2 separate regions of the Mus musculus genome follow, and region 1 is linked to region 2. A link is a contact called in public HiChIP or PLAC-seq data. All regions are on one chromosome and are shown on one strand. Each heading gives the region's core, a stretch centred on a gene start, on an enhancer-like site or on the middle of the called end of the contact. The rest is flanking DNA. Distances are from core to core; before and after follow the strand shown. Region 1 holds the start of Pex11b (peroxisomal biogenesis factor 11 beta). Region 2 holds the start of H2bc18 (H2B clustered histone 18).

Region 1 (2,972 bases), core at 380-2,879, 370 kb before region 2:
TAAAAGTTGAGCAAGCAATAATAACATACAGGAAGAAAGAGTAAAAATAATTTGTTCTTTTTCTTAACTTCCAATCGTAATTCATTTTTGTGCCAGTTTAGTGTTCTCGTGCCGTGTTTTTCCAATCAGTGCTAACTTCCTTATACCTGTTCTCTGACCTCAACTGGAGGCATGCAGGAGAGTGGCAAATGATGGCGAACTGGCAGAACGGGAGGAGAGGCCATGGGCTACCAGCTGAGGATGATAAGAGGAAGGTCTGCTTTACTTACACTTTCGTCCGAGGCTCAGATGACCCTCCAGTTGTCGAATCTGTTTCTGTAACTCGGGACTAGCCCCATGTCTCTGCAAAGCATGGCCGAGAAGGGAACAGGCATACTGGGCGGCCCTGGAGGGGAGGACACGTAGAGTAAGGGACAGGCCTCCCTAACCCCTCTGCCAACCATATCCTCCGTGGGCTGGTGAGGCGGTTAAGAGCACTTGCTCTTGCAGGGGACCCGGGTTCCACTCCCAGCACCCACACGGTGGCTCATAACTGTCTGTAACTCTAGTTCCAGGGATCCACCACTCTCTTCTGTCCTTTGCAGGCACTAGACACACATGTGGTACACATACATTCTTGCAGACCAAACACTCAGACAAATAATAATTGGTAAACAAAAACCCCACCAGGGACACTTCCTCGGTTTCACACCAATATCTTTCCATTTTTTTCCTCAAAGCCAGGGGAAGGGAAAGACATGCGAGGAAAATAAAGCCTAGAAGATGGTGGAGAGCACTCTTTGGAGTTAAGAGACTAAGAGTTTTGAAAATGATGAGGCCTAAAGTTTAGGGCCAGTAAGCAGCCCGGGGTTCATCGCAGACGTCCACACTGCGATTTTATACATGAAACACGACAGAGGAAGATCTAGTTGAAGGGCAGATTAGTTCTCCGGGTAGGTAAACTAAGAGATAGATTAAGGTTCTTGGACTGATGGAAACCGAAGAAGAGCCGAGATAGCGAGGCTCCTAGGTCACAACTGGTGAGAGGACGCAGAACCGAGAGGATCGCCCCTCGTGCCACCACAGCAGCGAGGAAACTGTTGCTCTCTGTGGACACAGTAAACCTAGGTGGCCTCCCCGCTGGCCCACTCATGCCTCAGTTTCCCCATCTTTCCCTTGAGCAGGGAAGAATCATCTCACAACCGGCTGCGGAGTACGCCTCCGGGGCCGCGCGGGCCCCCGTAGCCACAGCTGACCCTTAGGGACCCCGTAGCGCGCCCGTCGCCTCGCGGGACCCTGCTCTGCCCTCCCGCCCGCGCTCCTCCGTCGGCCGCACCTACACAGCCGCTCCCGGGCTTGGCTCTGAGCACTGAAGCGGACCCAGGCGTCCATGACAGCGGCAGCCCGGGCCCACGGCGCAGCGGCCCGCCTGCTTCCAGCCCCAAGTCACGCCTCCTGGGCGAGCAACGGGGCTTCGCGAGGGACAAACGGCGGCAGGAAAGCCAAGCAGCCGGAGCCGGCCTTGAAGTGGAATTTCAGGACGCGAAGCGAGATCGTGGGTGCATTTCCGGCAGCTCACCCTTCTCTGGGATGGTCTCCGGCTTTTAAGCACGCCCCTAGGAGCACATTCTGCTTTAAATTCTCAGCAGCAAGGGGTGGGGCCTGCGGGAGCCAGGAGGCGCTGTAGGTTGCCGCCAAGGCGCACACGCCACCCGCCCCAAACGCCCAGAACAGCAGAAGCCTGTCCTAGACTATTTGTCCTAGGGAAAGCGGATGTAATGAGATGCCGCTTGACAACGATGGTCTGCTATACTCAAAGATTGGTGCCTAGCCCAATTGTCATCAGAGAGGCTTCACACAGCAACTGGTAGAAACAAAGGCACAGACCCACAGCCAAAAGTTAGGCAGACCTTGGAGAATTTTGCATAAGACAAGGGGAAGGACTGTACAAGAAAATGCACAGAGTCAAGTAAACTGGGCCCATAGGGGCTCAGACTGAACTGCTACAGGGAGCCTGCATGAGACTGCTTCGCACATGCTATAGTTGTGTAGTTTGGTCTTCTTGTGGGACTTCTAACAGCGGGAACAGGGGCTGTCTCTGATTCTGCGGGACCCTTTCCTCCTGCTGTGTTGCCTCATGAAAGACTTAATCAAAGAAGGTGCCTAGTCTTACTGCAACTTAATATACCATGCTGTTGATACCTAACGGAGACCTGCCTTCTTCTGAAGAGAAATGAAGTGGATGGGGAGAGGCAGTAGGGGGGTAAACTCCAGGGGATCCAACACCCTTCTCAAACCTCAGCAGGTACCAGGCATGAACATGGTACACAAGGAAAACACTTTTACACCTTTACACATTATTTAAAAAAAAAAAAAAAAAAAAAAGCGAAGCCGGGCATGGTGGCACCCGCCTTTAATCCCAACACTTGGGAGGCAGAGGCAGGCAAATTTCTGAATTTGAGACCAGCCTGGTCTACAGAGTGAGTTCCAGGACAGCCAGAACTGCACAGAGAAACCCTGTCTTGAAAAACAAAACAAAAACAAACAAACAAAAAAAACTTGCCTGTAGCAGCAATAGCCTGACTATAGTTGTGAGGAGGAAAAAAACCAAAACAACAAAAAACCTACAATATCACAAACAAGATCTCTACAACCACTATAAAAAGAAATCTAGGGCTGGAGTTGGCTCTGCTGCTTTTCTACTGGCTGCTTTTCCAGAAGACAGATTGAATCCCCCATCCACATAGCAGCTCACAGCATCTGTAACTTCTGTTCCAGACGCTCTGGAGCCCTGTTCTAATCTTCTCAGGCACCAGGAACACAGATAGTATATAAACATACATGCAGGCAAAAACCTCATTAGATATTTAAACCAAAACCACTGTGTAGTGGTGGTGCATGCCTTTGATACCAGCCTTGGGAGGAAGAGGCAGGTAGATCTTTCTTTGTGAGTTCCAGACCAGCCTGGAGAAAGAAAGTGGGGTGGGGGTGAG
Region 2 (2,877 bases), core at 18-2,517:
TGGAGATGCCAGTACCATGAGATGACCACCAAGAGCAGCAGCAGCAGCAGTGGAGTACAGGCATCTGGAGCCTAGAGGATGACGCGTGTGCTACAAAGGGCATGGCTGGAGAAGTGACCCAAGGCCTTGGAGGAGCCCAGAAGATCGTAAGTTGGATCCCAGACATTGGACGGTTGGAGATTGACTTTTGCTTTTGATTGTGACTGTGCCCTGATAGTTTCCCTCTTGAAGGAAGAAACTGTTTTAGTGGAGCCCACAGTTAAGAGACTTTTAATTGTAAAAAGACTTCGGATTTTAAAAGAGATGGATATTTTAAAGAGATTGAAATTTTAAGAATATGTAAAGACTGTGGGACTTTTAAAGTTATTTAGACCTTGGGGATGAATAAGAATGTAAGGGTTGAGGCTTACTAGTGATGTGTTTGTGTGTCAAGTTGACAAGGGGTCAATTGTACTGGCTAGTTTTGTGTCAACTTGACACAGCTGGGGTTATCACAGAGAAAGGAGCTTCAGTTGAGGAAATGCCTCCATGAGATTCAACTCTAAGGCATTTTCTCAATTAGTGATCAAGGGGGAAAGGCCCCTTGTGGGTGGGACCATCTCTGGGCTGGTAGTCTTGGGTTATATAAGAGAGCAGGCTGAGCAAGCCAAGACACCGCCCAACACTTTGAAACGCTCGATGTTGCACCAGAGCGCTGCAGGGTAACAGACTCATCATGGCTTAACCTTACCTGCTAGATCAGACCCTTAGTGCTTACAGTCTTTTTTTGAGAACTAAAGTGGCTCTGAAAAGAGCCTTTTGGGTAAAGCCGATCAATCACGTCTCTGCTGCACTTCACTTGGAGCTGGTGTACTTGGTGACGGCCTTGGTGCCTTCCGACACAGCGTGTTTAGCCAACTCTCCCGGCAGCAGCAGACGCACGGCTGTCTGGATCTCCCGGGAAGTGATGGTCGAGCGCTTGTTGTAATGCGCCAGACGGGAAGCCTCACCTGCGATGCGCTCGAAGATATCGTTCACGAAGGAATTCATGATTCCCATAGCCTTAGATGAGATGCCCGTGTCGGGGTGCACTTGCTTCAGGACCTTGTACACGTAAACAGAATAGCTCTCCTTGCGGCTGCGCTTGCGCTTCTTGCCATCTTTCTTCTGCACTTTCGTGACAGCTTTCTTAGAGCCCTTCTTTGGGGCAGGAGCAGACTTCGCTGGATCCGGCATTTTCCTCCGCGTCTAAAGATGCAACGTAAGGTAGACCGGGCAACTACGAACTGTTTCAGCGCGGCTTGCTATGCGGTACTTATAGAGCTTGTATGCAAATGAGGTTTCACACGGTATTCCATTTTTATTGGTTGATTTACAGCAGAGTCAGCGTCAAGGAGGCGGAGCCTACTCAAACCGATTCTGGTTGCGAGCCTTGGTGGTGCTTAGAGGAAATTCTTTCTAGCCAATCGCAGCCTTCCATTTCATGCTAGCCTGTTATTGAGAGCGGCAGTTTTGCCTCAGCTGTTCTTTATGTTCCCTTCGCTTACAGATCCTTAAAACACCAGGTTGAAATAAGTTAACTATCGCTCTTAGGTATCACGCTTGGAATTTTGGGGCTATTTTTCAGGTTCACAGTTCTGAGACCCTAATTAGAACTCCTTTTTTGGACTGGCCCATATTTGAGTAGTGAGCTCAAGACCAGCTCTAAATGGAATAAACCTGGGATAAGGAATGTGATTACTGGTAACTGTTAGGCCTGACACACTTGAGGGCGTATTTGAAACACTGAAAATCAATTTGCAAAGCTGACACAGCTACTTTCATCGACAACGTAGGTGGCTCTGAAAAGAGCCTTTGTGGGGGATGGAAGGGAAACAGGGCGCTTAAGCGCGCTCCCCACGGATGCGGCGGGCCAACTGGATGTCCTTGGGCATGATGGTGACGCGTTTGGCGTGGATGGCGCACAGGTTGGTGTCCTCGAACAGCCCCACCAGGTAGGCCTCGCTCGCCTCCTGCAGCGCCATGACGGCCGAGCTCTGGAAGCGCAGGTCCGTCTTGAAGTCCTGCGCGATCTCGCGCACCAGGCGCTGGAACGGCAGCTTGCGGATCAGCAGCTCGGTCGACTTCTGGTAGCGCCGGATCTCCCGCAGCGCCACGGTGCCGGGCCGGTAGCGGTGCGGCTTCTTCACGCCGCCCGTGGCCGGGGCGCTCTTGCGGGCGGCCTTGGTGGCCAGCTGCTTGCGCGGGGCCTTGCCGCCGGTGGACTTGCGGGCGGTCTGCTTCGTACGGGCCATATTTTTGCGACTTCGGCTTGCAGACGCCAAGTGGCCATACTTATAGACTTATCTTCGTCTTGATTGGGCCCAGAAAGCAGGAGTTTCTGGACTTGCAGTCTGATTGGGTAGAATTCGATCCTATTTGCTGAGTTTCAAGATGGTTACACTATTCCTTCTCTCCTGATACTTTTCCTTCCTGTATTTATGAACCGCAGAGGGTTTTAAAAAGATAGTGCTTTTCAGTTGATGTAACTTTCCTAAATGCAGTGTTTAAAGTGTTTCTCACGCAGTGTGCTCTTCTAACAGGTTTCTTTGGAAACAAACTTGCCCTTTTCATGTTCTGCGATTCACTTTGTAGCGAGTCACCAGATACTGTAGCTCTTCTCTGACAGTTAGCATTTATTTAACTTCAGGCTTTGTGCCCAGTGATTTGAACGCATTGTACCACGGCCGAAAGATGACAAAACGATGTATAGTGAAAGGAACCAAATGCAAACTTAAGTTTTACCTATTTCGAAACCCTACCAAAGCCGGTCTTACATTTACTGCACACTGACTATCGTTATGTATGGCGCTCCCGCCTTTCCTTCTGTCTAGAGTGCGTTCCTTCCACCTCCCTTCT

The links. HiChIP or PLAC-seq counts read pairs in DNA pulled down with a chosen protein or histone mark.
Region 1: an H3K4me3 HiChIP or PLAC-seq map of bone marrow-derived macrophages shows a contact between it and region 2, with 6 times the contacts expected there. The contact joins the promoter of Pex11b here to the promoter of H2bc18 in region 2. A contact is called at or near these places in 6 of 39 promoter capture datasets (the HPC-7 cell line, cranial neural crest, embryonic stem cells and 3 more), 20 of 484 Hi-C or Micro-C datasets (B cells, the Ba/F3 cell line, the C2C12 cell line and 9 more), 16 of 115 datasets of contacts at active chromatin or transcription factors (the 230-238 cell line, the SCID.adh cell line, T-cell acute lymphoblastic leukemia and 9 more) and 3 of 9 other capture datasets (adipose tissue, liver and pancreatic islet).

The regions. Positions count from the first base shown.
Region 1 is chr3:96,634,087-96,637,058 of GRCm38.p6, reverse strand. Pex11b (peroxisomal biogenesis factor 11 beta) reads right to left here and starts at 1,629. Exons shown (of 4, transcript NM_011069.3): 1 at 1,316-1,629; 2 at 270-385. The coding sequence starts at 1,371.
Region 2 is chr3:96,268,090-96,270,966 of GRCm38.p6, reverse strand. H2bc18 (H2B clustered histone 18) reads right to left here and starts at 1,267. Exons shown (of 1, transcript NM_175666.3): 1 at 775-1,267. The coding sequence starts at 1,215. The coding sequence ends at 835. H3c13 (H3 clustered histone 13) reads right to left here and starts at 2,313. Exons shown (of 1, transcript NM_178215.2): 1 at 1,812-2,313. The coding sequence starts at 2,273. The coding sequence ends at 1,863.